Linked DNA regions of Mus musculus: region 2 is linked to region 1. Evidence: chromatin contacts called from public Micro-C data. All regions are on one chromosome and are shown on one strand. The core of a region is the stretch at or near the end of the contact, and the rest is flanking DNA. Distances in the headings are between cores, read along the strand shown. Region 1 overlaps Ddc (dopa decarboxylase). Region 2 overlaps Cobl (cordon-bleu WH2 repeat).

The links. Hi-C and Micro-C count contacts between places; a contact is called where the count stands out from the background.
Region 2: a contact with region 1 is called in a Micro-C map of embryonic stem cells, with 3 times the contacts expected there. The contact joins two enhancer-like sites. A contact is called at or near these places in 1 of 39 promoter capture datasets (cranial neural crest), 2 of 484 Hi-C or Micro-C datasets (embryonic stem cells and muscle stem cells) and 4 of 115 datasets of contacts at active chromatin or transcription factors (astrocytes, embryonic stem cells and pancreatic cancer cells).

The regions. Positions count from the first base shown.
Region 1 is chr11:11,818,186-11,823,663 of GRCm38.p6, reverse strand. It overlaps Ddc (dopa decarboxylase), which reads left to right. Exons shown (of 15, transcript NM_001190448.1): 12 at 1,371-1,469; 13 at 4,272-4,373. Among named protein-coding and RNA genes, the nearest start is that of Fignl1, 12 kb to the right of the region's middle. Within about 2 kb of position 2,688, at least 209 of the 459 cell types and tissues checked have an H3K27ac peak or open chromatin away from gene starts, as enhancers often do. A contact at or near this core is called in embryonic stem cells and muscle stem cells, where this site is marked.
Region 2 is chr11:12,439,992-12,445,352 of GRCm38.p6, reverse strand. All of the region lies in intron 1 of Cobl (cordon-bleu WH2 repeat), which reads left to right. Among named protein-coding and RNA genes, the nearest start is that of Cobl, 22 kb to the left of the region's middle. Within about 2 kb of position 1,617, at least 39 of the 459 cell types and tissues checked have an H3K27ac peak or open chromatin away from gene starts, as enhancers often do. A contact at or near this core is called in embryonic stem cells and muscle stem cells, where this site is marked.

The DNA.
Region 1 (5,478 bases), core at 1,439-3,938:
TCAGATGTCCCCTTCCCCACAATGGTACTTAAACTGTGCAGAAGCAAAATGGAAAAACAAACAAACAAACAAAAAAACCCCGCACATCCTATGGCCTTATTGTCTCATTCTGATTTTATATACTTGGTAAAAGTTGCAGGACTGCTGCATAATAATTCAGGAAAACCAGAGGCCTTCATAAAGAAACAGTTTAATAATAAGGAATTAAACTAGGGAGTAAAGTCTGATGGCGCACACCCTTAACCCCAGAACTCAGGAGGCAGGGGCAGGAGGTTCTCCTAGCCTACCAACCTAGCCTACTAAGTCCATGCCAGCTGGGGCTACATAATGAGACTGTGCCTCAAACAAAAAGCAATTATACCATAGGCATACAAGTATAGGGGAAACAGCATATATACATTTGGTGTTGTCTCAGATTTCATGATTCAGGGAGGAACGACTGCATTTAAAAATAAACTCTGTGTTCCTAGAAGCAGCACGGAGCTCACTCTTAATTGTAGCTAAAGCTAATTCTTAGTGGGCTCTGTGATGGTAGACAGCGGGCGAGTTTAGGGTGCTTTTCCCAACTGTAGAACACCACCCAGAAGGGAGACTGCGCTTTCTCTCCAGGAGACTGGAGCCTCCGGACTAGATAAGAAGTAAAGAGCTCCCCTCCCCCAGCCCGCCCTTTGTAAGCCCAAGTAAAAGAATTTCAAAGAAAGCCAGGAAGTAGTGCAAGGCCATCCTCCCGACAGGCCTGTGTCTCATGCCTGCCCTTTCCTACGTGCTTTTATTGCATTTCCAACCATCATCCATCACCATCAAGAAGAATGTGAGGAGCCAGTGTGAACAGCCTGTCAGATGACCGTCTGGAAAAGCTAGGAGAAGCAGAGGCAGGCTTCTTTGGTAAAAGGGTATTAGGGGTCACTCCCCAGAGGTCAGTGAGACAAAGGCGCTGATACTGTTTCAGAGTGCAGCTTCAGTGCATCCAGGCAGAGAAAGGCAGACACACAAGGAGTTCAGCACCCTCTCTCTGCCTGGATGACCTCCTGCCCCCTCGGAAGCTGCCTAGGGCAGGACCACATCATTCCTATTTCTTCCTGGAGTGCCTCCTCTGGGGTGTACTCAGCAGACATTTGTGCGTTGAAAATGGTAAACTTCAGTGCCTCTCGTTCAGTGTTTCTTCTGTCCTCATCTCCACAGGATGTGAAGGCAGCTTCTCCCTCTCTTCTCCCCAGCTCACACAACAAGTTGTACGCCTTCCCGGCTGGGAAACGGCCATTCTATAGGAAACTGGCTGCTTCCAGAAGAAACCGGCTGACTGGGAAGCTGAAAAGGAGCCTGGCTGTTTGCACTGTTCTCACTGACGGGTTCTTTATATTTTATTTCAGCACTGGCAGATCCCACTGGGGCGACGATTTCGCTCTTTGAAAATGTGGTTTGTTTTTAGAATGTACGGAGTCAAGGGGCTGCAGGCTTACATCCGAAAGGTGACTGCCTTCTTTGTTTATCTAATGTTCTAACGGTCGGTCGTAGGAAACTCAGAAACGAATTCAGGTGTCTTTGTAAGCAAACACCATCATGCATTGCCTAACAACAGGGATAAGCTCTGAAAAGTACATCATGAGGCCCTTTCATAAACATGAGGGCATCAGAATTTTCATATACAAGCAGAGACAGACAATTTCCTAGAAGGGACAGGCCTTTGGGGACAGAGGAATGGATGTGATAAGTTATTCTCCCCCAGTGAAACGAGTCAATTCAAACCAGGTTTGAATAAAGGCAGGTTTCTTGGGAAGCAGCTCTGGGGCGAGTTCACTGGTCCCAAGGAACGAGGCGCCACGAGGAGCGAGACAGAGGGGAGGGGGAAGAGAAAGCGAGAAAGAGCATGCGCGTTCAGGGAGAGAGAATGCAGAGAGGGGGGAGTGAGGGGGAGCGAGAGGCCAAAATGTCTGGATTACATAGGAAAGAGCTTCTGGGGGAGGGGAGGGGAGGGGAGGGGAGGGGAGGCCCAGCCCGGGGCTGGAAAGTTCAGGCTGGAAAGAGAGTGAGAGCAGCCATGATCTGCTGTTGTCTGAAAGAGCGTTTTTTTTTTTTTTTTTTTTTTTTTTTTCCTTAAGCACAGCGTTGGAATCAGGCAGTAGTTTGGGCCTTTACGATTAAGGCACTCACAAACTGGTTCTATGTATCTTCTAAGACACTTTCATTAGAATATAGGTTATCAGCTCCAGGAAGTTAATTAAAAGCAGTGTGTAAATTTAATGTTTTCCACGTATCCATCCAGCAGTAATTTTGACGGAGCAATACTAGTAATGAGAGCATAATGTTTTTCTCCCCCACTACCGCCAAACAAAATGAAATAAAACAAGCAAGCAAACGAACAACAGCAGCAACAACAACCCAAACCTCCCAAACTAAGAAAACCTTTGAGTTGGTTGGGATAGATACCATCTAGTCCTTTTGTCTCAAGGAGGCTTTCTGGGCAGTATGGAACTTCGGTTCCAATAAGCCACCCAGTCACTATGATGTGCCTTAAAGTAGCTTGAGGAGCCGCTTATTATTCTAAGTCCTACTACCCTACTTTTTTTGTTTGTTTGTTTGTTTCCAGGCTAAGCCCTGAGTATGAGCCAGGACATGTCTACCCATTTAGTCAGATGCAGAGGGCCCAGTGACTTCAGCTGAGTCCTTTCTAAGCCACAACATCATCTTGATGAGGCAAGCATGCCTGTGGTTTCCAGCCTGTGGTGGTGACAGCTTTCCCCTTAAGTCCCACTGCATTACCAGATGTGCAGCTAAAGGCAGGGGCTGAGTGTCTCGGGCCCTCTTCTATGACAGGATGCAGAAAAGCAGTTGTTAGAAGAGTACCCGTGTCTCTTCTAAACTGGCATCTGTCCAGGTCACAAAACTGTTGTAAGGAAATGTATGCAAACATTGAGCAGTGTAAGAAGCTACACAGGGGAAAGAACTAGAAACCTAGAGTGTGTGTAGATTTCTAGATAGTCCCTGATCCAATTGCAAACGGGATAAGGAGGGTGAGTCAACTTGTGTGTAATAAGAAAGAAACCCCAAGTGGTTTATCAGTCAAAGGTGGTGATGACTCTCAGTTCAGGACAGCTCACTGCGATTAGCTTGTGCCAGGTTAAAGACACACCACACCTCTTTCTGGAAAGGCCCCAATCCAGCCTTCACAGGAGACCATAGGAATGGTCAAAGATGGCGTTCCTAGGCTTGAGCTAATTGAAGAGCATTTTAGTCCTGAATCTTTGGTGCCCTCTGGTGGGAAGACTTGAGACAATTGCTTCTGTGGCATCTATGACCAAACAAGCTGTGTGTGCTTCAGCTCCTCTAAAGGATGGGCCTTGTGGAAGGTAGTGCTGGATGCCAGGAGGCTCCAATTAGCTAAGTGTGCCCTTGGAGAGTGAGCAAATGTTCATATGTGGTTTTAATCAGTTTTTGAATTCTTTAAACATCTAGAGATTAAATAAGTTGGTGTATTCAATGCGATCACATAGCGTTTTCTTTTTCCTTTTAATTATTTTATTATTTTGGAGCTAGGGTCTCAGTATGTAGCCTTGGTTGGCCTGGGGCTCAGTATGTCGATCAGGTTGGCCTCAGGCTCAGTATGTCGATCAGGTTGGCCTGGGGCTCAGTATGTCGATCAGGTTGGCCTCAGGCTCATAGAATCTTCCAGGTGCTGTGATTACAGGCACACACCATCACACCAGAGGGGACACAGCTCTTGAATGTGGCAGGTTAGGGTGATTCCTGTCTGTAAGTTGGAATCAGGCTGGGATCACTATCCCATTTACTGCAGAAGTGATACCCCAGTGTACACATCAGATGCAGCTGATGTGAATCTCAGCTGAGCCCAGGTATGACTGAGGCCTACGCTATGACACTTGTTCTTGCAGGGTCTCAGTTTCCTATCTACAAATTAATAAAGCTATCATGAGGAGGTCAAGGTGGCCTTTTTTTCTTTTAGAATCTTCAACTACTTCTTTATAATGTTTATTATAAAATTATAAACGGAAGGGGGTTAAAACATAGATCCATGGACAGAAGAAAATGAGGTTTTTTTTTTTTTTTTTTTTTTTTGAGGAAGCTGGAATCCTTGTGGTATAGGGCAGATGAGTTTCTTCTCAACCTATGTGGGAAATGCTGGTGAGGATGCAGGACATTGCTCAGCGCATGTGAATGACTAATAGATGTGCAGCCCTATAAGGTACTGGGTGGCCAGGGTTAGGCTAAAGTTGTGATGAGAAAGACAGCAAGTTTCCCTTCCCTTTTTCCAGCACGTGGAGCTGTCTCATGAGTTTGAGTCACTGGTACGCCAGGACCCTCGCTTTGAAATTTGCACAGAAGTCATTCTTGGGTTGGTCTGCTTCCGGCTAAAGGTATGTTATGCCAGTGTCAGCCATCTTTGTTTTTGTTGAACACAATAAAGTATTATTCAGGACATCCACAAGCAAAGTTGTGTACCAGTTGCCAAGGGCTACAGAACATGACCTGTGGTGCTAAGCAGGCCGCGCTGGCTGGCTGACTGGCCCAGTAGACTCTCCTCCATGGACTTGCTGCCCAGTTTCCTCTGATGTGATTGGATGCTTTCCTCTTGACCCAATGCCAAGAGTCCATCCAATACCTCTGGAACTGTAATCCTCTGCTGAGTTGCCTGTGGCCTCAGTAACCAGGTCACCTGTGGACACACAACATCAGCACATCTGGGAACCGGGTTGATAAACAAACCCCACTGTCCTAGTCATCTGGCTATATATACCTCCACAAGATTCCTGTGCAGAGCGGGTACCTGAGTTCTGTGTTCTCCTTGGGAGGGAAGCCTGCCCAGATCGGCACGGGAGTAAGCTATCTTTGCAGAGACTTACACAACCATGTTACTCAAAAGGCCCTGCTCATCACTGTCTTATAAACGAAACCAGATGCTCTGGCCGTTACTAAGATGGCTTTTAATAGGCCAACAGTTTTATGTTTTGTTTTCTTCCTCCTCGCCTTCCTCTCCTCCTTTTTACAGTACTGAGATGGAACCCAGAGCTTCACAGATTCAGGACAAGTTCACACTATGCCATAATACCAGAACCTGCCTCCTTTTTCTCCCCTTTTAAAAACTAAGAGAAAAGGGCTCCAAGATATTACCCAGGCTGACCTGAAACTTGCAATCCTCCCAAGTAGTTGGGTCTGCAGACACATGCCACTACACTTGACTGGAAGTTTCTGAATCAGTTCAAAAGGTCTTCAGGAGACCTCCTTGTTCAAGCTTAGACAACAGTCATGAGAAGGAGCAATCTGGGATACATCATTTTCATGCTGTTGCACTCCCTGTACCACCTCCTTCCCTCATCTTGATTCTTAAAGGTTTGAGATAAGATCTAAGTTTGGGAGATTCTAGAAGGATCAATCACAAGCGTTATGGCGTGAGTGCTAGAGAGGAGCCCCATGCTTTCTGCAAGCATGAAATGTAATGTCTAAGGAAGATGTATAGAATGA
Region 2 (5,361 bases), core at 368-2,867, 620 kb before region 1:
TTGCAGCCAGAAATTGTGGTCTGCACCTCTGTTTTCCCTCCCCCCATCCTTTTGCCTGCTGCTGCAATCAATCTATATGTGGGTGTATGTTTGTGGCATTGTGTATAGCAGTGCTCTCTTTTGTCATGCTCTTTTGCTAAACATAATGATATTTACTCTCATGTAGTATGCTGAGATTCACACTCTTTACTGACAGGCCTGATCCATGCACAGATTTGCAACAGTTAGTCTAACCCTTCTTCAACTGATAGACTATTGGATGATTTCCTTTCCTATTTCCTAAAGCTACTGTGACCATTCACATATAAGCTTTGTGTGACACATATCTCCCCAGCCCTCTTGAGTGAATATTAGGAGAGTATTCACTCAAGAGGCTGGGTCACATGATTTGGTGCGCTTTTAATGTTTAAGGGACTGCTAGGCTGTTGTACATTTCACCAGCTATGGACAGGAATTATAGTTGCTGGACAGCTTTGTTTGTTTTGTTGTTGTTTTTTTTAAACCATTTTAAGTGTATGAAATTTATTGAATTTTATATGTAAGTGGCTTTGTTTTAGAATGTGATATATGTTTAGTAGCTTTCTGCAGACAGGCATAACCTTCTTTATGAGTGACTTCGCAAGCATGGGCTGTGTGGAAAGTGTGTGAGGCTTAGCCCTCTCCTCCCAGGTTTGCGGAGTAAAGTATTAGTCTGTGGTTCTAATTCTCAAGTGGCTCAAGTCCTTGAGCCAAGGTGTCTTCTCTCCAATTTCTAGTATTCCTTGTACTGGCTATCTAGCTGATGATTCGTGCACACCTTATAATCAACCTAGCCACTGCTGAGGCTGGGTTTAGTGTTAGGCGTTGGTGACCTGGCTCTTTAGAGAGCTGTATGCTGTTGCTATGGGTGAGGTGTCACAAGAGGAACAGGCACTGAAACTTCAGGGGAGGCCCTTGTTAGGGGAAGTACCAGGGCCTTCCTCAGAAGATTGGTGGACACACATGGTGAGGAGCATGTGCCTGCCAGCATAAAGGCAGGCAGTATATCTGAAATGAATTGCCATTCAGATATTAATGGCTAGTGTTATTATTTTAGTATTTCAGTCCTCCTGAAACTTAGAAAGAACAGAAAAGACTGATCATGTGAGGAGTGTTGCTGGGAATAATCTGGGATCGTAGGGGAGCCCCAGAGGGTTCGACCGTGCTGAAGACAGGCTTTCCATTTATTTTCAGAAAGGCAACCTTGCACACCCTTAAGTGCCCTTTCTCTGTATATTTATGCTTATCTTTGTGGGCGGGGGTGCAGTTAAACTTATTTAACACAACATTTAAAGAAAGACTAAGCAGAAATCTTTCAATGATAAGAGTTTTTGCTTGTTTTTAATGAAGTAGGCTCCTTAAACTGACATTTTATGTTTCACATGATCTCTGCTGGGAAGATCTCAGTGATGAAGGTCAGGGTGGGGGTAATCCAGTCTGCCTTGGAACCCAAGTGTCCCAGAGATCAACAGCCAGATTTCCAAGCAAAAGAAACGGTGCTTTGTCTTCTGGTAGCCAACAGCACATGACGCTCGTAATGCTATTGTGGCTTAGCCTTCTATTGTCTTTGGGATTGGTATGTGCGTGTTTGATTGTGTTTGCTCAATGTAATTGTGAACCCTGAACAATCATTGCTTCTCCAGGTCAGGTGGAAGTCCTTCCATTCTGAGGTGAGGCTGTGTAAATTAGCACCCTACTTCCCAGCATCTTCTGAAGGGGTGTCTTCCAACACAGTCTTCTTGCTCCGGTTCTGCTGTTTTTTCTGTACCCCATTTGTTTTCCCAAGGTTTTAATGGGGCCAATTTGCAAGGATGGTAATACAAACAGAAGTAGTATGGCAAGCCAAACAAACAAGCAGATAGAATGAAGGAGCCTTTAACTATGAGCACAAAGCAGTGTGTTGTGCAAATCAGTTTTGTCTAAGCATTTCTAACAAGTGGTGCATGAGGAAAACAATAATTTCCATTATCCCGGTTATTGAAAGTAGGACATATTCCAGTTGCTCAGAGGAGGCGTCACTTTCTCTGGCACTGAAAGGTAATTACTTGCAGTTGTTTGTTCGAGTCACTATACTCCCAACTATTTTGTGGCTTGCTGAAAGTGTTTACTCAGGATTTCCAGACCCTGAACGTGCACCTACTGTATTCGAGTGTGAGAAGTGTCTGATGGGGTAGTGTAAGTGTCTGTGGAAACAGACTGCTGTGAGCACAGGGCTCCACTGAGCATCACAGAGCCAAGAGCATAGCACTACCTGTACTGGGCTCAGTGGCCGGGGTGCTGAAAGTTCTGGTAGAGAATCATAAGAGGAGCAAGTAAGAGGGCATCTGATGAGATTGATTTATTTACAGATGGCAAGAAATCAGCATTGCATAAAGGGAGGCCAACGGAGAGAGGATCTGGGCAGGATCTCTCCTAGAGGTCACACAGCTGTATAGCCCACCAGGAGCCCTGGCTAGAGGAGGCATTGGAAGAATATGAAGGATCAGTGGATCCTATATTAGAAAACTGTACCCTGGCAGCAGTGGAGTGGTACTAAGAGACAAAGGCTTAGACTGTGGCAATTGCTTAGACAGAAGATAAAGCAGATTCTGAGTTGCCTCGGGAAGGAGGCTGTGGGTTGGGAGGGGATTTAGGCTACCCATCACTAATAGAACAGAGAGCTACTGCACATGGGAACTGGGGAAGGAAAGGGACTTCTGGGTTCTGTTTGTGTGTTATGACTTTTTGGTCATGAGCTCACAGATGCCTTTGCAAGCAATATAATCCTATCACACAATAGGTATTCTTCAGAGGACAGGACAGGTCCAGTTCAGCCTTACTTCGTGGAGACTCACTGAGTCACCTAGCCAGAAGGGTGGAGGCTGGCCTGCAGCCAGAGCTGCCAGCTCCCTGGGCCATGGTGGTTGTTGACTCAGGTCTGTAATTTCAGCCATCCGTTTGGGGTAAGGATCCAGGTGATTCTTTCATATAGATTGAGAATGCAGCGAAGAGCTGCTGAGCAGAGCCTACCTGGAGTGCTCAGCAGGACCGGGTGCCTATGAGTCCACACTTCTGAATGGAACGTGGAGATCTCCAAATGGGCCAGAGACTAACTCTGATTAAAAGTTGCTAAAGCCACAGCAGAAACTGACACTGCCTGTCTCAGTTTTATCACCTATCTATCTGGTGGGTCTCACCTTCCCTCTTCCCTAAGGATACGGTGACATAGAGGATTAAGAATTTTCCCAGGGCCTGGATGCTAAGAAGATAGCTCAGGTGGTAATGTGCTTGCTGCACAAGTGTGTGGTCTAATACTCATGTAGAAAGCTGGACATATTGGTATGCTTCTGTGACCCCAAGGCTGCTGGGGAAGGCAGAAAGTGAACAGGATAACTCCAGGAGCTAGCTCTTTAGCACAATCAGTGAGCTTCATGTTCAGTGAGAGATCATGTTTGAAAAAAAGAAAGTTGAGAGTGGTAGAGGAAGATAGGATATGAAATTCTAACCTCTGTTAATGCATAAACAGCTACATTTGCACCCTCAGGCAAATGACACCCATGCATATACACATACAACAAACACACATGTATGTAACACACACGTGCACACACATGCACACACACACACACACACACACACACACACACACACCTATGGTTAGGGTTGTCAACATACAGGAAGCCCAGTTAAGTGAGAATTTCAGATGAAAAGCAAAACTTAAAACTAAATACATATCCGAACTATTCATTGTTTATCTGAAGTTCACTTTGAAACAGGCATCTTGTATTTTTGCCTACTGTCCTACCGTGCACTTGATTCAGTTTTCTGAAAGTCCAAACTGACTAAGAATAGTACAGACTGAGCCGGGCGTGGTGGCGCATGCCTTTGATCCCAGCACTCTGGAGGCAGAGGCAGAGGGATTTCTGAGTTCAAGGCCAGCCTGGTCTACAAAGTGAGTTCCAGGACACCCAGGGCTATACAAAGAAACCCTGTCTCGAAAAACCAATAAATAAGTAAGTAAATAAATAAGTAAATAAATAAATAAATAAATAATAAATAAATAAATGACACCCAGGGCTATACTGAGAAACCCTGTCCCAAAAAAAACAATAAATAAATAAATAAATAAATAAATACCACAGATTTAATAAATAAACAGCCTAAACAACAAATATTTATTCTCATAATTCCTGGTTGCTATGAGGTCCCAGATCACAGTGCAAACATGGCTGGTCCTGATTTCAAGTGAGAATGTCTGTAACTTACAGATAGCATCCTTCTTCATGTTCTGAAGTAGGAGAAATGGAGGCACATGCAGAGAGAGACAGAGAGACAGAGAGAGACAGAGAAACACTGCCCCTCAGGCATGTGTTCTTACAGGGTATCCATCATGTTCTCTAGACTCTTGTCCCATGACCTATATGCTAATCCTTCATCTCCAAGTAGCACCTTGGGCATTAGGTTTCACAGGCTCCAGGCTCCACCTATGAAATCTACCCATCTTTCTGACATGAATGTGGTGTTCTTCAGCAAGCATGGCTGTAAGTCCCTGGGGCAAAGTGTGTGAAGTGAAGACCAAGGAGTAGTCTTGGAAGTACTGTTTGAAGAGGGATGACCCCGAACTCTAGACAGATAAAAGAAGAAGCACACTCATGAGCCACTTGATGTCTGTCACTGTTCATCAGATTCTGAAGCCCAATGCAGTGGGCATACCTGAAAAAGATGCCATGATAGTTATATGCCTTTTCCTGTCAAACATGCTTATGATATGCTTTGAACATACCTACTATCAGTTATCCCATCTCCTAGGTTTACCTTTGCCCCAGAAGTCCTCTTGCTTCTTGTGCTCCTATTTTAAAAATTACCTGACTAAATCTAGTGTATGCTGCCAGGACACTCAATGGCCATCTATTGGAGTAGGGTTGATTTACCAGGGGTCTATATTCTTAAAGAAAGCCCCTCCCCTCTCCTGAGTTGTCATTAAGATCAATAGCTCCTCAATTGAGGGTAAGGGTTCCTGAGCCCATGCCCCTCCAGGCTGGAATATTGCCTGGCTTGATCTTATGCATGTTTTGTGCAGGAAACCACAGCTGCCAAGTTGATAAGGAAGGTGGTGGTGTCATATTCAGAAGTCACCGCTTTGCTCCAGTGCTCCCCAAGCTGTGGCTCTCATACTCCATCTCCTCTGCTGAGATGGTCTCTGAGCTCAGTAATGACTGAACATTCTACAGACATTTATTCTCTTGAACCAGTTAAGGGTTTCTACATTAACAGCCTAGTCCACTTGCACAAAGAAACTTTTCTAATGAGGTCCAAGTTATGAGCTGATCTATGAGTGTCTACTCTATCTGCAAGTTCTACATT